2 separate regions of the Triticum aestivum genome follow, and region 1 is linked to region 2. A link is a contact called in public Hi-C data. All regions are on one chromosome and are shown on one strand. The core of a region is the stretch at or near the end of the contact, and the rest is flanking DNA. Distances in the headings are between cores, read along the strand shown. Region 1 holds the start of LOC123053991 (inositol phosphorylceramide glucuronosyltransferase 1). Region 2 holds the start of LOC123053990 (phosphoenolpyruvate carboxylase kinase 2).

The links. Hi-C and Micro-C count contacts between places; a contact is called where the count stands out from the background.
Region 1: a contact with region 2 is called in a Hi-C map of leaf, with 6 times the contacts expected there. The contact joins the promoter of LOC123053991 here to the promoter of LOC123053990 in region 2. A contact is called at or near these places in 1 of 5 Hi-C or Micro-C datasets (leaf) and 1 of 1 datasets of contacts at active chromatin or transcription factors (leaf).

Annotation. Positions count from the first base shown.
Region 1 is chr2D:484,875,590-484,881,106 of IWGSC CS RefSeq v2.1, reverse strand. LOC123053991 (inositol phosphorylceramide glucuronosyltransferase 1) reads left to right here and starts at 2,449. Exons shown (of 10, transcript XM_044477623.1): 1 at 2,449-2,793; 2 at 3,207-3,327; 3 at 3,560-3,745; 4 at 4,622-4,770; 5 at 5,177-5,284; 6 at 5,388-5,517. The coding sequence starts at 2,563. LOC123053992 (protein root UVB sensitive 2, chloroplastic) reads right to left here and starts at 2,272. Exons shown (of 10, transcript XM_044477624.1): 1 at 2,097-2,272; 2 at 1,860-1,991; 3 at 682-770; 4 at 517-601; 5 at 291-350; 6 at 112-205. The coding sequence starts at 2,108.
Region 2 is chr2D:484,634,505-484,640,080 of IWGSC CS RefSeq v2.1, reverse strand. It overlaps LOC123053990 (phosphoenolpyruvate carboxylase kinase 2), which reads left to right and starts at 2,835. Exons shown (of 2, transcript XM_044477622.1): 1 at 2,835-3,715; 2 at 3,919-4,322. The coding sequence starts at 2,902. The coding sequence ends at 3,974.

The DNA.
Region 1 (5,517 bases), core at 1,200-3,699, 240 kb before region 2:
AAAAAAAAGAGGCATCGATGATGTAGCTTAGAAAGAAAATTTCAGTAGAAGAACACAAACAAGCATAAATATCAGAAAATGGGTAACACGGTTAATATGATGATTACCCACCAAATATCCTCCAACTCTTTGGCTCTGAATCCATTCTTGCCCCCATGCCGCTACAGATGAGCTTTCCTGCGTGCTGCATTCCATCTTTTAGAATCTGAAATGGTTACAGAAAATCAGCAAAGATGTTTCGGCCGTACTACCTGCTAGAAACTTTAGCATCTCTGTCAGCATATGCTTACCCAACTTACAGCCGTTGCTTGCGCAGGGGTAGGTCGTAGACCTGCAGCAAATAATAAAGACTGAGCCGCAGCCCACAGTCAGTAGAAGGTACCATGTTTGCTCATCAAAAAAAGTAGGTAAAAATAATTTAAGTATCTAGAAAGCGGCTAAAGTTCATGGAAATGACACACATTATCCAATGACAACTCTTATTGCTAACGAATAACAGCAACCAGATGAACTGACCTGGGTCGATAGCACATGCAGCATAGCACTAGAAAAATGCTGGAGTGCTCGGAATTTGGTATATGTCAGGTAACCCTCATTCACACTGCATGAGCAAGAGCAAAACTCATCAAATAACGTCGTCCATCAGAGTATCAAGAATGTCAACGATTCGGGAACTCATACCTGTATGGATAACCAGATGGAAAAAACTTGTTCAAGAAAGAATCAACTAACTTATCATGTGCCATCCTGTTATCCTGGATAAGTTTTACCTACAGGAAAATAGGAGCTATAACTAATACGATAACAGAGAATTTACACTGAACTATATAACTATCATGAAAGTAACATTCCAGTACTTTGACTACACAATTATGCTTGCTCATACTGAGATTTTTAGTTATCTAGGTAAGCAGTAAACATTTCCCTAGAAGGGGAAAAAGCTGCTTGCTGTAAACAAATTCAAACAACAATTTGCAAGGTTGATAGTCCATTGTATCATTGGAACAAAGGGCCATATGATATGTAACATATCCCACCAGTTAAACAATCACACCAAACTATGTACTACACTTTCTGTCCAAAAAACACTCAGGGCAAAGATGAAGCAGTGCTACAAATTAGCTACTGTACTATTGTGTAAACTGAAGCATCTAGCAGTGTGGTTATTGTTTATACCTTTATTTGTGTTAGCTCCAAGATTCATTTTTTAACTGGGCAGTACTAAAACTATAGTAGGCTCATAATAACAGTTTTAAATTTCAGAAATGACAACAGAGTCGAACAGGCACATTGTTATTCACACTAAGTCAATTTAATGATTGATATGTTGGTCTCTATCGCCAAACTGATTGATTCTTTCTTGAAAAATACTTCCTCCGTATCAATATATAAGACGATTTTGTGGCTACTTTAGCCAACAAAAACGTCTTATATTTTGGTACGGAGGTAGTAAGAAGTTACTCCCTCCGTTCACAGATATAAGATGTTGCAACTTTTTTCTGAATCAGATGTAAACAGGCACGTTTTAGTGTGTATGTTCACTCATTTCAGTCCGTATGCAGTCCATATTGAAATATCCAAAACAACTTATATTTGTGAATGTAGGGAGTAATATATTGGCCAAGTATGTATTTTGTGACGAGCCCCTTGCAACAATAGATAGGGAATTCAGATATTTGGCACTCCAATTTCAGGTGCTAGAGGGGAAATCTAATCTGATTTTAACTGAAAACACCATTTTTCACTGTCGTCCTAGTTTCATGCGTAATCCTGGTCGGCACACGAAGGATAAAAAAACGATGCGAGCCTGAAAGTTCATAGAAAACTAGTAACCACAAGGGAAAATGTACAAGGCTTACAGATACGCCGCCGCCCCCGCCGGCGTCGAAGCTGCAGAGCCGCGAGACGGACTCTGAAATCTCCACCCACGACTCCGGCCTCCGGGGCGTCTCCATCGCGGCCGGTTTGTCGCCGCCTCCGCGAATTTTCTCCTGCGGAAGATTGGCGCACAAAACTAAGAGAGAATTTAACCGGGAGGAACTGCGGCGCGCGGGGAGCAGGGATAAAGGATTGCGAGGTAAGGTTGCTGCGCTTACGAGTATGTCCATGGGGGCGCGACGCGGAGAGGCCCCGCCTCGTCTTCTTCCTTTGGGCCGGTCGGTTCGACCGAGACGGCGGCCGGCGGCCGGCGGCCGGCGGCGAGGCGGCAGGGGAAGGGATGTGGGTTAGCCGGTCGCAGAGGGCGGGGACTCCAACTCCTCTTCTGTCACATGTGTCGCCGTGTGAGTTTTTCTTCCTCAGAAGAGGCCGTGAACTGCTTCTGCGGCGAAAGCGGGCCGAGCAGGCTAGGAGGCCGAGCCTGATGCGGCCCGCTACGGCCCGGCCCATTCCTCGACGACCGTCGACCGAGCCGCCGTGACAAGTCCAAACTGGGCGAACTCATTTGACCGAACACATCTCTATTGCCATGAGAAGATCACCATAGCACTGGACAACCTCCCGATCCCGAGCAGCTCCGACTGGAAGGCCGCCGTGGCGAGATCCCGCGCGGGCAGGGCCTCGATGGGACCGCCGCCGTCCAGGCTGCCCCTGCTGGCCGCCCTCGTCGCGGCGGCGCTGCTCGCCGGCGCGGCCGCGGCGACGGAGGAGGCCTACGTCACGCTGCTCTACGGCGACGAGTTCGTCCTCGGCGTGCGCGTCCTCGGCAAGTCCATCCGCGACACGGGCACGCGGCGCGACATGGTCGTGCTCGTCTCCGACGGCGTCTCCGAGTACTCGCGGCAGCTCCTCGAGGTTTGCGGAATACTACCCAACGCCCACGAATTTAGCGGTAGATTTAGTATGCTTCGGTGAAGTAGTAGCTTTAGCGCAGAGTTGTTTGGGGTTGATGAACCAACTGGTTGAAATGGAGATGCAAGGAGGATGTTGCTGCTTATTTTAGGAGTTTATTAGGGGTGCTCGCTGTGATCTCAGTGTACAAAATTCATGATGGGTTATGATAGGTTTGCGCAGAATGGTGATGAAAAATTTGTCATTCTAGTCCGTATTAGTTCAGAAGATTCCTGAAAAAAAAAACGAGCCACTTCAGAAGATGCCACACTACAAATCTACAATGAACATTATTTCTAAATCTTCTTACCTGCAAAGCAGTTTCGGTGTATGTTTCAAACTAACCCGTATTGAATCTAACATTAGATAAATTCTAGGCTGATGGTTGGATCGTGAAGCGTATAACTTTACTGGCTAATCCTAACCAAGTGAGACCAACGAGGTTTTGGGGTGTCTACACAAAGTTGAAGATATTCAACATGACAAGCTACAAAAAGGGTACGTTCTGATAATAATTTAAGTGATTTTGCTTCTTTATTTCTGTCACCAAGTCCGTCTGTTTGAAAATGATAATCATATTATCAACCTCTACTCTGAACTGAATGAGCAGGGCTACGGCCATCTATTTCGAAATGACAATAATATTTTATTTCTTCTAAGTATTTTTTTCTGTCATCTCTTTCGCTATCATTTTTTGTATTACTATTCTAAAAGGTTGCTGTTCTCCCAGTTGTTTATCTTGATGCAGATACTGTAGTTGTAAGAAGTATCGAGGATGTTTTCAAGTGCGGGAAGTTCTGTGGGAACTTGAAGCATTCTGAAAGAATGAATTCCGGAGTGATGGTTGTGGAGCCATCTGAAACTGTTTTCAAGGATATGATTAGTCAAGTAGATCGGTTGCCTTCCTACACTGGAGGTCAATGCACTTCTTTTCCTATTATATTCAGGCAATTGTTTGGAGAACACAAGCTGATTGGCTGTGAACAGTTTGCTCACATCTATTAAATTTCAGTGCATGCTAGTCCATATAATAAAATAATTCTTGTGCAATAAACTTGAGACAGATCGCATTTACCTAATGGAAGAGACTAATTATATAAGAAAAATGTTTTTTTCATACGGGTAACTTGGTAAGTGCTTTTAGAGACTTTACTCTCAAAATGTAAAGTAATTAATTATTCGCTTCAGTGTGTTACTTTTCATAGATTTGGCATGTTAGTGCATGTAAAGTTGTAAACAAAAGTTATTTCATAAATAGACCTGAATTTTTCAGCCCCTTTCAATCACACCTGAATTTTTCAGCCCTGCTGCTCTCTTTGGCCTGTTTTGACCAGCATTTATGATGATTTGTTTAGTCTTTTTCATGCATCGTCAGGTCCTCTTTTTAGTTTACAATGGCATCACTAGGGCAATCCTCAAGCTATCCCGTCCTCTGCAGAAATTCCCCACTCGCAGTTCATACACACCATCAGTACTCTCAGGTGTTAACAGCTTGTGGCTGCAGAACCTGCTTGTAGAGTACTCACATCTTCTTATGATTCCCGATCATGCGTAATGTTGAGGACACTACTACCCCCCTCAACATCAAAACCTATTCTCTCGCTGGGTATGTTAAAGATAGAGGAGGGCAATACGATCATCGTGGAAATAGTCTAAGGAAACTTAGCCCATGGTTTTGGGAAGATATATGATGCCCAGTTGGAAGTTATTTTGGTCCGTTGATGATTATATTTAGCATTGTAGTTGATTTTATGTGCTGTATTTAATCGGGGTGCTGAATTAATCAATGCAGGGGATCAAGGTTTTCTTAATTCGTATTATGCTGATTTTGCTAACTCCCGCGTGTATGAGCCAGACTCACCTTTAACACCTGAACCGGAGACACAGCGCCTTTCTACCTTGTATAATGCTGATGTTGGTCTTTACATGCTAGCCAACAAGGTAATATTCTTTATGTGCACTGATAATGACTAACACATTAGTATTTATCTGACTAATTATAACCTTTTTTGCAAACTGATACTGCATGCGCCTTATCTTGTTTCTCTGTAAAAAATATATATGCCAGCCATTACTGTATTCCATGTTATTTAAACCTTGTCGTTGCAAAGAAATAGATTCCAGTAAGGTATGCAAGTCACAACTATTCTAGTCTTTTGAATGTATGGAAGGTCACTGATATCACAAACTAAGACAATATGTGTGTTTACTTTTATACTTATTTGTTGTCTCGTGCTCATAAAAGTACAATACCAAACCTTTTTTGGGTGCCCATTAGATGTTAGTTACATGAGTTTTATAGAGCATGATGCTTTGTTTGGGACTCATGATCTAATTTATGTTATAGTGGATGGTTGATGAGAAGGAACTTAGAGTTATTCACTACACACTAGGTCCCCTTAAACCCTGGGACTGGTGGACAGCTTGGCTTGTAAAACCTGTGGAGATATGGCAGGTAAAATTCCATCTCATTTATCTATTGTTTACTTATATTTGATATTTTGTGAAAGTGAATTAGTAGCATGTTGGTGATATATTTATGCTCTGTATGATTCCAGGATGTTAGGCAAAAACTTGAAGAATCTCTTCCGGGAACCGGTGGGGGAAGGAACCCTCATGATCAGCTGGTGGTCAAATTTTTATTCATTCTTCCCTTCTGCCTGCTGTTATTTGGTTATTACCAATCAT
Region 2 (5,576 bases), core at 1,586-4,085:
GGTCAAAGCCCTTTGACCGGCTGTGACCGGATGGTAACGGCACAAAAGGGCATTTCTATAAGTGCACCTAACGGCGGAGGGGCAAATTTGAGTAGGCTTTGAAATTAGGGATAAATCTGAGAATGGGCGCAAATTAGGGGCATAAATATAAATGTCCCAAGATTATTAGCCAGAACATTGGGAGTCAGCCGCACACGAGCAGCCATCACAAGGATGGATTCATGGGCATGATACCCTCAACAGCAAGTACGTTGTGGAACAACATGTGCCTAAGCTAGACAGAAAAACACAGCGGTGGATTTTAATTGTGTGTGTGTTTGTAGGGGGGCGGCGCCCCCTGACTTAGCATATCTCTGGTAGTGCATCCAACTCCACAATAATGTGGCGCCATGCCACCCTATGAAATTTGTATGAGCTATTTTATTGTCATTGTCCGAATAAGGTGTAATGTTTGAGTGTGCCTACAATAGCTATAGGGCATTTTGAAAAAAAAAGTATGAATTTTAGAAGATTGAAATTTATTATACGTGAAATGTCTGATTTATGGGTTATGTTCTATAACTTTTCCTGTAAAAATTGTATTCCGCTGCATTATGGGTCTATATGATTCAAAATAACTGTACAGAAACTTTGGAGGATTCTATTATTTTGAAATTTTTCTTGAGTTGTTTCATTAGTAGGATTGAAGATCGAAGACTTTTTTAAACGCACTATTTTGCATGCGGTTCCAAGGAATAATTTCTATTGAGCCCAACTTTATTGAAAAATTTATTTGTTTGTAGTGCAACTATGGCAAACATCCAATCTGTCAAAAAGTTCATGCGTTTTGTGTGGTGCAACAAAATGACTTTTGTTACAATTTTTTATGTGTTCACAATTCTTGTAGAAATTTAACATGCTATGACTTCTAGTTCTTTATGTTTTTGTTATTCTCATATTTTCAGAATCTTGAATTCCCATTGACTCAAACATTTTAGAAATAGCTTTTTTTTCTAATGCATGGAATTTGGATAGGTTGGCATGGTACAATCAAATATTCTTTTTAACAAACACATTATCATATAGTATATGGCATATAGTTGTTATGTCTTTTCTTATTCTCGTATTTTTTTTAATCCTGCCGGTTTTGTGTTGAATCAAATACCTTAATAATAATTTTCAACGAAACTTATTCACGTGTGATCTAGTACGGAAAATGTCGATAAGAACCGATAATGAAATTGAGTTATGAATTGGACAAATGGTTTGAGTTGCGAAACATTTTTCATACCAAAATCAGCTTTTAATTAGATGATATCACCGGTTTTGTCCTTTCCCCGTGATATAGCCACCTTCTAGACAGTGGTGGAGCTAACATCCACACTTGGGTGTACATATTTCGTTAAAATCATAACTTTACAACCGTTTTCTAATTATTATTATTTTGCATATGTGTGTATTTTACATAAGCAGTCAACGTTCTTGCAAAAATAATGGGTGTACACTTGTACACCCAAGTACTACCCTTGTAAATCTAAAAAAAAAAGGCACTACCCTTGTAGCTCCGTCCATGCTTCTAGCCTTTGCATGTGGACTCAGATGGACAAATGCCCTGACATTAGCGCGTTAAGTCTTCTGAATACACTGATGGCAAGTGGTTCACCTAAACGGATCTTAAACGGCATATGCTCGGATAGAACTGAAAAATAGTCGGAATATCTTATCGGCATTTTCACACAAAATACTGCAGCACAAACACAATGTGCCAGGAAGTGGCATGAAGATGCGAGGCCGATCTCCGTATCTGTTTATGTTCCACGACGAGCTAGTGCCAACTAAACTATTCCGTATGAACGAGTCCACAGCGCCACATGCGATTTGAAAAAGAAAACAGAATCGCATTCCCAGCGAAAAAGTGTTAAGTGTCAAGTGCAGACCCCCCAAAATATATTCTCCGTGGCGACAGATACGTGAGAGGCGCAGGAGGACACATGGCTTATATAACTAGGTGATCTTATCAGAAACGGATATGCGGGTCCCTTTATCCCCCGTTCCCGTCACGGCGGGGCAAGCGGCCACGTCCCTGCACGCGGCGGAGGTTTGTGGCCGGAGGGAGGTCCGGGGAGACGTACGTACGTACGTGTGGACGAACCCGTACCTTGGGCCGTCCGGAGCGGGAGGCCCACCGGACCGCTGACGGCCGAAGCTTTTGCCAAAAGCCGGTACTGTTTTGTGGCGCTACGGTGGCGGAGCGCGAAACGCACGGTCGACGATGGAACCGTGCTCTGGTTCGTAGCGCGGCGGTCTACGTCGACGTGGCGGCTTGCCACTCCAATGTGGCCGCCAAGTCACGCGCTTGCTAGAATACGGTGTTTGTTTGACTGCTTACGTGTCTCCTGGACGCAGTGGCTCTCTACCACGTGGAGGCAGTCGTTGTGCACCAGCCACTTAGTAATTATCAAATATGGATTAATTAGTTATTATGCATTGGGTCCACATGGAATCTTCTCGAAAACATGAGCTATGATCATGGACATTGTAAATGACGACGAGGTCCTGGTTGGTAAATAAAGCTAATTAAACTAGTAGTATGAGGAAATAATGAAGTGTTTGACAAAGACTCAGGTTGATTAGTCGTGTGATCCAAATGTATCCTACTAATTGCAATTGTGATAGGACTGGATAAGATTACGTTACGGGCATTGTATCTGAACAAGACAACCTTAAACGGAGCTGCATAGTAGAAGGAGTAGTAACCAACGCGAGGGTAAAACTGGAATATGGTCCGGTCGAGCAGGATCCGCATATTCGGCGGCAGCCCGAAGTTGGGGCGCCCCGTTAAATAGGCGGCCCCCGGTTCGCGAACCAACTATCCCCCCAGAAAAGCACTGCGAGAGGGTAAAAAAAAACACAGATCTGCCCATGAGTGAGGAACTCGAGCGGGACTACGAGATCGGGGAGGAGATCGGGCGCGGCCGCTTCGGCGTCGTCCGCCGCTGCGCGTCCCGCTCCACCGGCGACCTCTACGCCGTCAAGTCGGTCGACCGCTCGCTCCTCGCCGACGACCTCGACCGCGGCCTGGCCGAGCTGGAGCCCAAGCTGGCGCAGCTGGCCGCCGCGGGCAACCCCGGGGTCGTGCAGGTGCACGCGGTGTACGAGGACGACGCGTGGACGCACGTGGTCATGGACCTCTGCGCCGGGCCCGACCTGCTCGACTGGGTCCGCCTCCGCCACGGCGCGCCCGTCCCGGAGCCCGAGGCCGCCGCCGTGGCCGCGCAGCTCGCCGAGGCCCTCGCGATCTGCCACCGCCGCGGCGTCGCGCACCGCGACGTCAAGCCGGACAATGTGCTCCTCGACGCCCCCGACGGCGGGGGTGAGGGCCCCGTGCGCGCCCGGCTCGCCGACTTCGGGTCGGCGGCGCTGGTCGGCGGCGGGGAGGGCGCGCGGGGGCTGGTGGGCACGCCGCACTACGTGGCGCCCGAGGTGGTGGCGGGCGGCGAGTACGGGGAGAAGGCCGACGTGTGGAGCGCCGGGGTGGTCCTGTACGTGCTCCTCACCGGCGGCGCGCTGCCCTTCAGCGGCGAGACGGCGTCGGACGTGTTCGCCGCCGTGCTGCGCGGGAGCCCCCGGTTCCCGCCGAGGCTGTTCGCCGGGGTGTCGCCGCTGGCCAAGGACCTGATGCGGCGCATGATGTGCCGCGACGTCTCCCGAAGGTTCTCCGCGGAGCAAGTCCTCCGTAAGCGCCCGCCCGCCCGCCCGTACACAACCTCAGATTCTTTCTTTCTTTAGATTGGGAAGTGCTGCATGCATTTGGAATATCTGAGGAATTGTTTTCTCCAAAAGTGCACGATTCGTTCTCTAGATTATTCAACCCGTTCGTATCAGTTTCTTAATTACTCAACTTATCTTGATCTGAATCAAATTGATTGATGATCGCAGGGCACCCGTGGATCGTGAGCGGAGGGGGCGCCCGAGAGGCGGTGCAGCCAACCTGAGGAGCCCGTAGCAGGCCCACGTACGTCGACTCTTCCCGTGGAGACAACGTGTCCAGCGTCTTTGTATATACGACGAGAGTGTGCGAAGTAGCAGTAGTAGAGAGCTTGGGGTACCATTGTACGTATAAATCCAGCGTGCCGAGGAGCCAGCCAGGGTTTGGCTCTAGGAGCTATCTTTTTTTCTTCTCCTTTTTTCTTTCTGGGCTTTTTTTTACTGCCTTGGTTAGAGAACGCCTGCCTGTTCGGTTTCTGCGTGTGCTGGGATACGCTGCTGCTCATGTACAATCTAACCCTGCCTGCGTGCTTGTATAAAATCGAGTACTAAATAAGTTGATCCTTGTTCGTATATGTGCTTCTTTGCCCCGTTGTGATATGAAGGTTTAGTGCATCATCTGATCCACTTCCACATGGGTACTTCACTGAGCTGTGCATGTACGGGATACGATTATTATGGTGACATTTATCCATCTGTCTTGCCTTCTTTTTTCCCTTCGCTTGGACGCAAAATATAACTGACAGCTCTGTTCGTTTTACTAGTACTACCTCCTTTCTCTACGTTGTTGACACCTATGGCATGTTTCGGTCCCCTTCAGCGCTGTGGTCTAGTACACCGAAACACTCCAGGGACGTATCTGTTGTTTCCCGTCCACACCAATGTCGACAGTTTTGTTAACATCCTGTTAAGTTGCAGGTTAGTAACGTGGCCACGAACAAGCCAACTGGATAACCCCACATTATCTTCCCGCAACAAAAAAAGCCCCACCTTATCTTTGGGATGAGCTACTTTATCCGTCCGTTTTGTCTCGGTTTTCCTGTACTCATTCCGTAAAGAAATATAAGAAGTAGTGATATATTTATTTACGAAGGAAGTACGTTTGAGCTGTTTTTGAAATATCCGTAAAAAAAAGAGCTGTTTTTGAAGAAAAAGTTTGCCTGATGAGATAGCTATCTTTGTCTTTTTTAGGGATGGGATAGCTGTCTTGACTTGTGACCAACGTGTGACGAAACAAATTGCAAAATTGCAAAATAAAATAAAATTGAGAATACAGTAAAGATGTAGACGCTCATATATGCGCGCATACACTTATCCGGATGAACACGCATGCAAACCCTACCCCTATGAACACCTTCGTCCGAAAGACTGAGCCGATATATCATCTTGAGATTGACGAAGTCACCACACGCGTCTCGTAGTTGACGGGAACGTCTACTCCCACTAAACGCGCATCGCCGGAAATCCTGAACTAAATCCAGAAATAATGCGAGCACCCGCAAAACCTATTCCAAAATAAGGAGAAAGAATATAAATCTCCGAAGAAAAGAAAGCAACTCATAGAATGGTAGAGGCAAATAGAGCTCCCACAAATATAGAAAAAAGGAGTCTGTGCGCCAAGATCTGCCATAAAAGGTCCAAGCCAGAGCAAGCAGAAATAAGTAGAAAAGCACAATTAGATCTATCTTGAATTTTTGAGCGGTTGAAATTTTGAAAATAACAATGGGTATATTTAGGAGCTGTTCGGGAAACCACCGGCTCCACCAAATCCAAGGATCCACGGAGTAGCTGTTCCCCTGCTGGCTGCACCAGGATTCTGAACTGCGGCT